2 separate regions of the Sus scrofa genome follow, and region 1 is linked to region 2. A link is a contact called in public HiChIP or PLAC-seq data. All regions are on one chromosome and are shown on one strand. Each heading gives the region's core, a stretch centred on a gene start, on an enhancer-like site or on the middle of the called end of the contact. The rest is flanking DNA. Distances are from core to core; before and after follow the strand shown.

Region 1 (6,380 bases), core at 2,473-4,972, 140 kb before region 2:
CCAGAATCTGCTTTTGTCCTGAAGTAAAAACTGCAACAAAGGCCAGCCATCTTTGTTCTCCTCTCTGGCTCTGTCATTTTTTTCCCACGACTTGGGACACAGTCATAAGAAACCTGCTCTAACAGAGAAAGGGCTATCATACTTTTATTTTTATTTTTTGTCTTTTTACCATTTCTTGGGCTGCTCCCGTGGCATATGGAGGTTCCCAGGCTAGGGGTCGAATTGGAGCTGTAGCCACCGGCCTACACCAGAGCCACAGCGACTCGGGATCTGAGCCTGTCTGCAACCTACACCACAGCTCACAGCAACGCCAGATCCTTAACCCACTGAGCAAGGCCAGGGATCGAACCTGCAACCTCATGGTTCCTAGTTGGATTCGTTAACCACTGAGGCACGACGGGAACTCCTATCATACTTTTAGCATGCCCATTCAAAAATGAGGTGCAGGGAGTTCCCGTCATGGTGCAGTGGAAACAAATCCGACTAGGAACCATGAGGTTGTGGGTTCAAACCCTGGCCTCACTCACTGGGTTAAGGATCCGGCGTTGCCGTGAGCTGTGGTGTAGGTCGCAGATGCAGCTCAGACATGGCTTTACTGTGGCTGTGGTGTAGGCCAGCAGCTGTAACTCTGATTCCACCCCTAGCCTGGGAACTTCCATATGCTCGGGTATGGCCCTACAAAAACCAAAAAAAAAAAAAAAAAAAAGAGTCTGTGTCAGAGATTGAAAACTGGTGACCTGAAGAAGGTTTTGTCTGGCCCACAATGCTTTTAAACTTTTTAAAAAAATTGTAGTCAGAGATACAATGATTTCACATTTCTATCTGCATTTCTGGTGATTACAGGTCTGCATGCAACCATCAGCTGAAGAATAGGGGCCTCCTTTTGACACGCCACAGATTGTTCAATTTGCCACCAATATACACTCACATACCAAATTTTTGCTTTTAATTTTGTTGTTCATGTCGGAAGTTGGGCAGTCTACCTGCCAATTCATGAAAATACTGTTTAATATTCTTATTAGTAAGCAAAAACACTGATGCTTTATAGTGTTATAAAATGCTGCAATAAATTACATCAAAATAGAAAAGGGAAATTAAACGTGAGTGGTGAGCTGTTCAGTGGGTATAAAGTCTCAGTCATGCAGGATGCGAGGTTCTGGAATCTGGTGCCCAGCAAATGCATACAGTTGACAATATTGTGTTGTACACGTGGAAACTGTTGGGAAGGTCAACTTTATGTTATGTATTTTTTGGCCACACACACACAAATTGATGTAATTCTCAGCATTAACAGGAGGAAAAAAGCATGTTAAAATGCAGAAAAAGCATTTGCTAAATTCAATGAAAACTCTTAGCAAACTATAACCAGAAATTTATTTAATCTGATAGAGGGTATTTATCTACAGTAAAGCATTAACAAGTAATAGTCAAATATTCAAAGTTTTTCACCCAAAATTGTGAAGAAGAGAAAAATGTTCATTACTGCACTTTAATTCAGGATTTGGCATCCTGGCCATACGGTAAAGCCAAAAAAATTCTAAATGTGCACAACATAAGGTGGACCCACAAACTAACTCTAAGAAGAAATCAGCAACGTATTAAACTGATGGACTGCAAAGGTGGTTTCTACCTTGCTAGACTGTAAATCTCTCACTTGGCTTTTAATTCAAAATATTTAATAGAATGACCACTTCCCACATAATTTTAGTTTAACTATTTTCACAATTTACCTTTGAGCACTGATTTCTCTCGGACATATTCTGTAATTTTAAGTGGAAATAACATCCAAAGAATGCCTAAGTAAGCAATAAGCTGATCTTAACTATATCACCTGTGAGCAATTCAGTATGTTTTCTACACCTTTCCAAGCATTAAAATGGACGATTTAAAGAGCTCTTCATGGGAGCGGTCAAAAAAAGGGAGAACAGGCAAATGATTGGCAGTTCAAAACACAAAATCCGGTCACCTTTTACCTCACCTGTTCGAGACACCATTCAAGTTCTGAAAACACAAGACAGTTCTCAAAAACAGTATTATAATCCATTAATAACCACATCATCCCATAAATTATAATTGAAAAGTCCCTTATAAAAGACGTCCACGTGCAGTTCGTTGGTGGCTCAGCGGGTTAAGGATCCAGCCGCTGTCACTGCTGTGGGGTGCATAGGCGGGGACAAAAAAAAAAAGTCCCTGTATTTACAGCTATTGCAGAATCCCAGGCTCTTCCGTACATTAGTGAAAAAAAATGCAAATAAATTAATGGGGAAAAAAAAAAAAAAAACCTTTAGGTAGCATGGCAACGCACGCTTTTCGCTGGTCAGACTCTACCAACCCACCTCAGTACTGCGGAAACGTCCCATCGACTTTGGCAGCCCAGGCCATGAGGCCCCCCACGACATCCTGAACTAGTAAAGAGTCTAAGTCTGGCAAGGACTGCAGGATCTTCACGGCTTTCTGGGAGTCGTTGCCCAGTTTGCAAATCACGTAAATGGGGAGAGATGCCCCTTCCTGTGTGCCCTGCTTCCCTTCCCGGATTGCTTCTCCTAAGAGTTTCAGGCTCTCCGCATCCCTCCGTTCCAAATGTTTCAATGGGATGTGTAGGGCATGAGGCAGACGACAGATGTCCACCTCTACTTGAGGCCTGACGTCCAGCAACAGGTGGGGTGACCCAGAATCCAGAAGTCGTTTATAGTCGATGACAGAAACTCGCTCTTCTGGGCTCAGCAATTGCAGGGAGCGGCACTTATCGGTGGCCGAGGAGCCACAGAAGCCTTCGTAGTCCTGCAGCTCAGTAACAGTGGGCCGCTCCCCGCAAGCTGCACAGTCGGGCCTGCGCCTCCGCAGCTGAATGCGTCGGAAGAGTCCTCTGAGGGCATCAAAGAGCAACAGGCTGCCACTATAAGAGGGGCCCAGACCTGCAGCGATCTTCAACACTTCCAGCGCCTGCAGGCAGCCCAGGACCCCGGTCACCACACCAAGCACCCCGCCATCCGCGCAGTTGGTCACGGTCTCCGCCGGAGGTGGCTGGGGGAATACGCAGCGATAGCAAGGCCCACCGCCGTAGTGGTAGACTGTGATCTGGCCCTCGAAGCGCAGGGCGCTGGCCGACACGAGAGGCCTGCCGGCTAGCACACAGGCATCGTTAACCAGGTATCGAGTGGGCACGTTGTCGGAGCAATCGGCCACCACGTCATAGCGGCGGACGAGGTCTAACGCAGTGGCTGGCGTAAGCGCCTGGGCATAGGGCACGCACTCCACTGCCGAATTGAGACGGCGCAGTGAGGCGGCGGCAGAAAAGACTTTGGCCTGGCCGGCCAGTGCCTCGCCATGCAACACTTGGCGGGCCAGGTTGCTCACTTCTACTACATCGTAGTCCACAAGGCCCAGGCGACCGACGCCGGCCGCTGCCAGGTACTGCGCCAGTGGGCAGCCGAGCCCCCCGCAGCCCACGATCAGCACGGACGCGGTCGCCAGGCGCAGCTGTCCCTGCACGCCCAGCTCAGGCAGCACTAGCTGCCGGCTATAGCGCAGGATCTCATCTTGGGACAGGGCGGCCTTCGGCGGCAAGGGCGACACCGGAAGCAACCGCTCTGACTCCTGCTCCGCCAGGAGAGCCGCCGCCAGCCTGTGCTTCAGGGAGCTCAGCTCCTCTTCACGCCGCGCAACTTCAGCCTGGAGGGCCAGCACCTCCTCCCTGGCCGCCATGGCAGCCTCTTCCGGAAGTCATGAAAGACACTTCCGTTTCCTGCTTTCCCCGGGCTAGCCACGAGAATAAACTAAAAAACTTTATGAAGCTTGAGAAAAGATGATAAATAGATATGTATTTCCATAAGGGGAACCTCAGATTCAACTTGAAAGGTTCACGAGTCCTGACCATTTCCAATAGAAACACGCAGAGGGCCTTAGGAGCACTAGAATTCCGCCACAGAGACCACCCCCCTCTCCTAGGTTTGGTACGGTCCCGCTTGTCTCCTCCTCACGCCGCGTCGACGTCATTCCGCTTCCGACGTCGCGCGCAGCTCCGCCATGGCCTCCGAGGAAGCGAGTCGTAATTCTAGGTCTCGGTGGGAGCCGGAGGGGCGCTTCCCGCGGCAGGACAAGTATTCAGTGCTTCTGCCCACCTACAATGAGCGCGAGAACCTACCGCTTATCGTGTGGCTGCTGGTGAAGAGCTTTTCTGAGAGGTAGCGCGCCTGGCCACCCTCCCCGAGGAATGAGATGAGCTGGCTTCCCTGGCCTGATTGTCGGCAGTTGGCTGCGCGAGGCGGCCCTGCTTGTCCCCTCTTCGGCTCCCGCGGGAGGCCTCGGGGCGGAAGCCAGCCTACGAGGAGAGCAGAGGCGGACACTTCTGGGGTTCTCTCCATGTTTTGGTGTCATATTCCTGCCTTTGGGTTTTGTGAGACACTTCTTTATTATACACTCCCCGATTCCCCTCCCCCCGCTTTTTTCTTAGAAGGGTTAGCCACCCTTTCAGTTGGGGCGAGGCTGAAAGCCTGACCTCACTCTTAGCGGTCGGGATCTGCGGCAGGAGCCAGGACTCTAAGCGAGCCCGCTCACTCCCGCCCCCGTGCCCCCAGGGCTTATGTAAGCATGAGGTTTGGGCTCAATGGGTTAGGGAACTGCTGCTGGGCTGGACAGCCTTTCTGGAGAAGGCCTAAGGACTGATTCGCTAGTGGATGTTTATTTAATGTGATTGTTGGAAGGTGGGAAGTTTTGAAGTTTGAAGCGTTATACACTTTTTTTTTTTTTTTTTTTTAGCTTAAGAAAATGCTGGTGTCAGTACTTGGTGACTTATTTTGCCGTTACACAAATGGGATCCTATTGTGTAAATCTTTGAAGATCTTTCCATATCAGCACATACAGACTTCGCAAATTATTTTGAAAATGAGATAATGTCATATGGCTGTGTTTTAATTTTTCTAACCGGTTAATATTACCGAACGCGGATTATTTCCAAAGTGTTTTTTTTTCCTTTTTGACTTTTGCTTTACAAATGAGAACGAAGACTTTGTTTACAACGTATTTCCTACCATTTTTAAAAAAAGTGCTTAATGCATAATAAGTGCTCCTATATTAGGTAAACTTTGCAACAAACACATTCGTGCCTTTACTAGTATACCAGGGATAAAGTCTTGCTGTGGAATTGCTGAGTCAATAGAGATGTGCTTAAAATTGATAGTAGCTGTCAAGTTGCTCTCTTAAAAGATTGTACTGGCTTAGGACTTTTCAGCATTCATCAGAGAGTGCCTGTTTCCCCATCAGCCAGCCAACCTGAGCTTTATTAAACTTACATAGTTGGAAATGCTAATTGGTGAGATACATTGCTGTTTTGATTTTTCTTTTTTGATTTTTGATTTTGTTTTTTATTTTTTTAGGGCCGAACTCGAGGCACATGGAATGCCCAGGCTAGGGATGGAATGGAGCCAGTAGCTGCCTGCCTACACCACTGCCACAGCAACTCTGGCATCCTTAACCCACTGAGGATTGAACCCTCATCCTCATGGATACTAGTCGGGTTCGTTCCCACTGAGCCGCGATGGGAACTCTATTGTTTATAATTTTCTGAATGAAGTAACTGTCTTCACATTTATGGCCCTTCAAAGTTTTTTTGTCCGGAATCTTTTTCCTTCTTTTTTTTAATTTATATTTTAATTTCTATAAACTCCAAATTAGAGAAATTGTCATGTAGTTGATCTTGTCCTGGTTTGTTTTCTGATTATACAACATTTTTTGCTATTTAATTTTTTTATGCTATGCAGTTTATCTTTCAGTGGTTCCTGGGTGGGGTGTTTTTGTTTTTGTTTTTGTCTTTTTGGGCCACACCCGGCGGCATATGGAGGTTCCCAGGCCAGGGGCTGAATTGGAGCTGTAGCCGCTGGCGGAGCCCCAGCAGCCTACACCACAGCTGATGGCAACAGCAGATCCTTAACCCTGAACGAGGCCAGGGATTGAACCTGAAACCTCATGGATGCTGATTGGGTTCGTTAACCACTGAGCCACAGGGGAACTCCGTGGGTGGATATTTTTTAATCAAAATGAAGTTTAGTGAAGGAAACAACTATTTTCTTTTTAGATGCAGTTAAATGACCTAAAATCAGCTCAGTTTGATTCCTTTAAGCTACTTCACTCTCAGGTGGTGTGGCTGCTTTGAAGTTAGGGAGGGGGGTAATTTTGCTTATGAATGACTCAATTTGTTTATGAAGTGTATCTCTTTCAGCACAAGAACTGGAATCCTCATCTTAACTTGTTTTGGCTTGTAAAAGCGCTGTGGGAAGCTGAACTCATCTAAGATTAGATAGGCTGGGTTTTGCTTTCTTCCAAATATGCTGGGGCTGACTTTTTTAAAGCCTTTAGCTGTGGAAGGTGTTTTCTGGTAGATT
Region 2 (5,746 bases), core at 3,233-5,732:
TTCAGTACGAGGGAGCCAATAAGGAAGAGTGGGGACTGTGGCAAACCAGGGGCCACAACTAGGAAACATGGATCTAGGATGTCCAAAATTTTAAAGAAGAAACTCAGATTGTTTTCAAGAAAACGCTCCATTTAAAAACCCCCATGTGCATCGAACCAATCACATCAGGGTGCTGGATTCTGCCTGAGCTACCAGTTTACAATCTGTGATCTGATGGGGTTAAAAGGCCCAGGTGTTTCTCCCGCCATCCTCTACGCACTCAAGCAAAGATCCTGGATGTGACAAAGTGCTGGCTTCCTGGCTTCCTTCCATGCAGGCTTCCAAAGCGGCCCTGGGTCCCAGCACAGGAACTGAATGGAATCGAGAGTGTGGTCAGGAACCCACCCTTGGGTGGGGATCCGTGTTCGGCCCATTCAGGAGGGCCCTGAACTCCCACCTCCCTAAATCGCAGGCACCTAAGAGGCAGACACCTCGCTCTCCTCGCCATCCTGCAGCAGCTTCCGGAGAAACCCCACCTGAAACCTCCCCCAAAAGAGGAAGTTCAAACCCGAAAAAGAGAGAAAGTAAAACACAACAAAGCTGGTTGGACAGAAAACCCCCAAAGCACAAGAAAGAGTAAAATGCTCACCTGCCAACCCAGTCTCACCATGCTGCCCTTCAGTGGTTCCTGGATCCAGGGAGACAGGGCGGCATCCCGGCATGGCTTCTGTCCCCCCCACCCCCCGCCCCATCCCTCCCGCCACCACTCGCCCTCCACCTGCTGCCCTTCCATCCTGAAATCACCTGGCTTCACCCACCCCAGGGCCTCTGCCGGGAATATTTCTCTCCTCCCTCTCAGCCTGGCCAACTCCTACTCAAGCTCTAGAGCTCAGCCTAAAAGGACGCTGCCTCCGGGAAGTCCTCCCTGACTGCTCCCAGACAAAGCGGGGTCGCTCTACCACTCGCCCTCCTGGATCTCTGTGCTTCCTCTCCCCTGAATGTTCCTCAGGGGTTACCACTCAGGTCTCAGCTCTCTTGGAGAGGCTCCCCACCCCGTGTCTCCCAGACACACATACACCCTCTATCACATCAGCCGGTTGCATTCTCCGTGGCCTTCAGCACAGCTTAGAGGTTCTGTGTGTTGCGTGCTCGATGTCCGACAGCAGGGCCATGAGAGCAGGGCCCTTGGTTTCACTCCTGGCACACAGCAGGTGCTGCATGAGGCAGGCCTGACTCCCTTGGAACCCCAGGACACCAGGACTGGGGCTGGCCTCTCTGAGACTCCTAGTGCTCCATTTAAAAGCCTAGAGCGGCCCTAGAACACCGGCTGGTATAGGAGGCACCAGCGGCCCAGGCCTGTCCCCAAACCAGAGGTCCCCTCCATCTCTCTGGCCCGTCTGCAAACAGCTTTGGTGCAGGGAACTGTCAGTGACTTAGGCTTTAAGTAGAGGCTGCAAGTGACTCGGCTCTGGCAGTTTTTGCCTCTTTTGGTAAATCAGCTCCAGCAAGAACTCTAAGTGGGTTCACTGCTGCGTGGAGCTTCAGGGAGTTCGGCTCTTCATTACGGCCCTTACAAATGAGTGTGAGCCCGCCTGTGTCTGCGTTAAAGAGCCCTGAGTGAGCAAATGAAGTTAATAATACGTGCAGCTTCTCTTGAAGGCTGTCCCTAATCGAGATGAAGCGCAGCTGAGCTTGAGCCGCTGGGCATAATGACATCGGGCTGCTGAGAGCAAACGGGAGAAAGATCGAGAGAGACGCTAAGGTTACTTAAACCCGAAAGCAGGGAGACAAACGAAATGTCCATCCTTGGGGGCATGGTTCATAAATTACAGGACATCCATAGGATGTCGCCTATGCAGAGAGGACCTCAGGTTCCACAGCTAGAAAGTCAGCATGACAACATCCTCGCCGCTGGGTCACTGGCATAACCCGTGAACAGAGAGCAGGACGCTGCTGGCGCATAGTGTGTGCTCAGAAAATAGGAGCAGGGGGTTACTGGGACGCCTAGGAAGGAGAAGGCCGACGCTCTCCAATATGGAAGCCACAGCCTTTGATGGCGATTAGGTGTTTAAAATGAGGCTGGTCCACGGCAAAATGTGTTGTTCAGTATTCAAAGCCCGATTTTGAAAACTTAAAGAATACAAATACCTCATTAAATTTTTTACATTGATGACATGTTGAAAGGAATATATATGTTATATATATATATTACATATATATATATTTTGCTTTTAAAGGCCACACCTGTGGCACATGGAGGTTCCTAGGCTAGGGGTTTAACCAGAGCGACAGCAACTCGGGATCCAAGCCTGGTCTGCAACCTACACCACAGCTCACGGCAACACCCGATCCTTAACCCACTCAGCGAGGCCAGGGCTCAAACCGGCAACCTCCTGGTTCCTAGTGGGTTTCATTTCCTCTGTGCCACGACGGGAACTCCTGAAAGGCTATTTTGGATACATTTAAGTATCCAAATGATAGAGGACATTATACGATTAAGATGTACAAGTTTCAGTGTACTGAAACTTGTACATCTCAATCGTATAATGTCCTGTCAATTATATCTCAACAAAACTGGAAAACAAATACACTGAAACTAATCCCATCTGTTTCTTTTTTCTGTGGCTCCTGGAATATTTAAAATTACATGGATGGGAGTTCCCGCTGTGGCTCAGTGGTTAATAAACCCGACTGTGATCCCTGGCCTCGCTCAGTGGGTTAAGGATCCGGCGTTGTGGTGAGCTGTGGTGTAGGTCAAAGACACAGCTCGGATCCTGCATTGCTGTGGCTGTGGTGTAGGCCAGCAGCTGGAGCTCTGATTCCACCCCTAGCCTGGGAACCTCCATATGCTGTGGGTGTGGTCCTAAAAAGACAAAAGACAGAAATAAATATTTAATTAATATTACATGGATGGCTCACATTTATGGCTCAAATTATACTTCTATTGGACAGCTCTTACAGATACATTCTGACATGGAAATATGTCCACACTATTCTCAAAATTGGGATATAATTCACATACCATAAAATTGACTCTTTTAAAGTGTGTAATCCTGTGGTTTTCAGTGTATTCAATCTTGTGCGATCATTATTAGCACAATTCCAGAACATTTTCATCACCCATAAAAGCCCTACACCTTTCCGTTAAGTCACTCCCCATCTGTCCATGCTATTTTGTTTTGTTTTAGGGCCGCACCTGCAGCATATGGAAGATCTGGGGCCAGGGATCTAATCAGAGCTGCAGCTGTGGCAACTCAGGATCCTTAACCCACTGAATGGGGCCAGGGATCAAACCCTCGGAACCTGAGTCCTCAGAGAGAAGATCTGGTCCTTAACCCGCTGCGCCACAAGAGGAACTCCTGTCCATACTATTTTGAACAAAGAGAAATCAGTTACAGAACAGTATTTTAGTATCAAGTGGATTTTTTGGTAAAAACTATATACAATTATTAGTATATACACATAGCTACATTTGTCAATGCATTGTTACTACGTTTGGAATGAGGTACACCAAACTGTGAATGATGGTTGTCCCTGGGAACTAGAATTGGGGTGAGAGAGCAAAAAGAGAGGGTTCTTATCCCTTTATGTTAAATACTTCTCTACTGCTTCTGAGATTTAAAAGGAGAATGGGTTGAATTTCTGGCCTAATTAACTCCTGGTAAATAAGCTGTTCACGGCACTGTCAACAGACTAGCTTCAGCTGGAAGATAAAGAGTCTAGTTTTAGGTCTACTTTTTATTCTGTGCTTTTAAAATAGAAAGTAGAGCCAGAGACCATGTATTTTCCCTCCTAGCGACAGAAGCGGACCGAGGCCGGGTGTTCCCCCACACAGCCGCAGCCCGCCCGCCTCCTCCTGGCATCTGGCAAGCAGCTCAGAACCGAGCAGGCCGAGCGCCCGGGCAGGGGCAGGACCGGGGTGGGGCGGGGGGGGGGGTGTCAGCCTGCCCCCCGCCCCCCGCGCGCGTCCCCGAGGCCCAGGCTGGCAAAGGGCAGCAGCTCCGAGCGCGCTTCGGTCGGGCGGGAAGAGAGTCTGGGCCCCTGGGCCGTGTGGGCTGGAGAAGGGAGCAGGCGCGACCTGACGCGCATCTCTGGGTGACGCTAGGCAGCCACCCCTCCGCCCAAGAGGGGCCTCTCGGGCCGCCAGAGCCAGTCTGCAGCCCCAGCGCCTGGTACAAAAGGATGTTGCGAGAAGCCGTGGGTCCGGGTCCAGAGCGCTAGGGATCCCCATCCGTCCACTCTCCCCCGAGACACGCGGGCCCAGCATCCCCCGACCTCGTCTTCCCCACTTCCAACCGTGTCCCCTACCTCAGCCCCGGGCTCGGGGGTCAGGAAGAGAGCGAGCTCGTGCGCCCCGCTGCGCACCGGCTCCGGCCGGTCCGCGTCCAAGAGTAGCATCAGGAGCTCGGCAGGGTCCAGCTGGCGGAGGCTGTCGGAAAACACGCCGCAGCGTCCCGTCCCCAGAGCCCCGCCCCCGGCCGACTGCATGCCCCGTGGCCCGCCTGGCGGAGGCGGGGCAGGTGCGTATCCCGTGGCCGCGGCCCACGCCTCCCGGAGCGCCGGGCCGAGTGCGCAGCGCCACCCAGTGGCGCGCCATGCTCGCTGCGCCCGGCCCGCGCACCACCTGGTAAACCAGCGATTCTCAAACGTGCTTTCAAATTGCAATCACCTGGAGCTCTTTTAAAACTTCCGCAGTCCAGGCCAGATAGTCTCTGGGGTTGGAACCTGGGCATCGGTAGCTGGTCAGGTGATTGTAACATACAGCCGAGTTTGAGAACCATCGATATAGACTACCCCTTTTCATTTGACTCTGGTGGTACAGCGGTTCCCAGCTCCCACAACACTTGAGAATGCCCTGGGGAGCTTCTAAAAGCCCGGAAGCCAGGCCTTACACCAGGCCCATTCAGCCGGAATCTCTAAGGGGTGGGGCTTGGGCATCAGTAGTTTGTAAAGCACTCCGGGTGGTTCCAGCGCGCATCCAGAATAGAGAACTGCTCTCTCAGACTCGCCTTTCATTTAAAGACCATTCCGCCCCCCCATCAACCCCGCCCACAGGCCTGCACGAGGACAGCATCTTTGCGTCAGGACAGTCCTGGAAGTTAGGGAAGCCGGGTAGCGCGAGCCTCTTCCTCCCAGGGTCGGCTTTGAAAATAAGCTTCCCAAGGGAATTCTTAAAGGCACTGCATTTGACACCTCCCCTCCCCCATTCAACACACATCCCTAGGAGGTTAATCTAGACCCCTTAGAGGCTTAAGAGGGTGGGGGTGGGGGGGTCCAAAAGAGTGCTAGCGAGGAAGAGTTCTGAAAAAGGTAATGAGGTATAGGGAATTCTAGCTTTCTCATTTTTCCTATGATAATTTTCTTTTAACATGTTAAATTCGTTTTTAAAAATCAGGCTGGGCTTAAGGTTGCAAATGAATATACAAGGCTCCCCTCCCGCCTGCCTTGTTAAATCTGAGTTTATATTTTATCTGACAACCGTAGGTAGCGGGCGTGAGCACACGCTAGAACCGTCTTGGGGATGACCCATCACCTGTGGTCCCCCTTCCACAGCTGCCCACGGCTAATGTCTGGACATCTCCGCCCAAACATTCAGGTCTTCAGGCCAGAGTAATTTTCAGGAAAATTCTTGGCACGGACGTGGGCTTCGGGTGCTTAGGAGAAGGGTTAGCTAGGAACTCACTGAACCTGGGACTGGCCATTCATTGCTGTCCTGATACATCTGATGCCCAGAGCAAGTCACACACCTAGGAACACACACCTAGGA

What was found. HiChIP or PLAC-seq counts read pairs in DNA pulled down with a chosen protein or histone mark.
Region 1: a contact with region 2 is called in an H3K27ac HiChIP or PLAC-seq map of alveolar macrophages. The contact joins the promoter of MOCS3 here to the promoter of BCAS4 in region 2. A contact is called at or near these places in 1 of 47 Hi-C or Micro-C datasets (brain) and 2 of 2 datasets of contacts at active chromatin or transcription factors (alveolar macrophages and skeletal muscle).

What each region holds. Positions count from the first base shown.
Region 1 is chr17:52,374,685-52,381,064 of Sscrofa11.1, reverse strand. It overlaps MOCS3 (molybdenum cofactor synthesis 3), which reads right to left and starts at 3,722. Exons shown (of 1, transcript NM_001101819.1): 1 at 1,354-3,722. The coding sequence starts at 3,705. The coding sequence ends at 2,338. It overlaps DPM1 (dolichyl-phosphate mannosyltransferase subunit 1, catalytic), which reads left to right and starts at 4,027. Exons shown (of 9, transcript NM_001101820.1): 1 at 4,027-4,184. The coding sequence starts at 4,027.
Region 2 is chr17:52,238,135-52,243,880 of Sscrofa11.1, reverse strand. BCAS4 (breast carcinoma amplified sequence 4) reads right to left here and starts at 4,482. Exons shown (of 5, transcript NM_001123082.1): 1 at 4,288-4,482. The coding sequence starts at 4,467.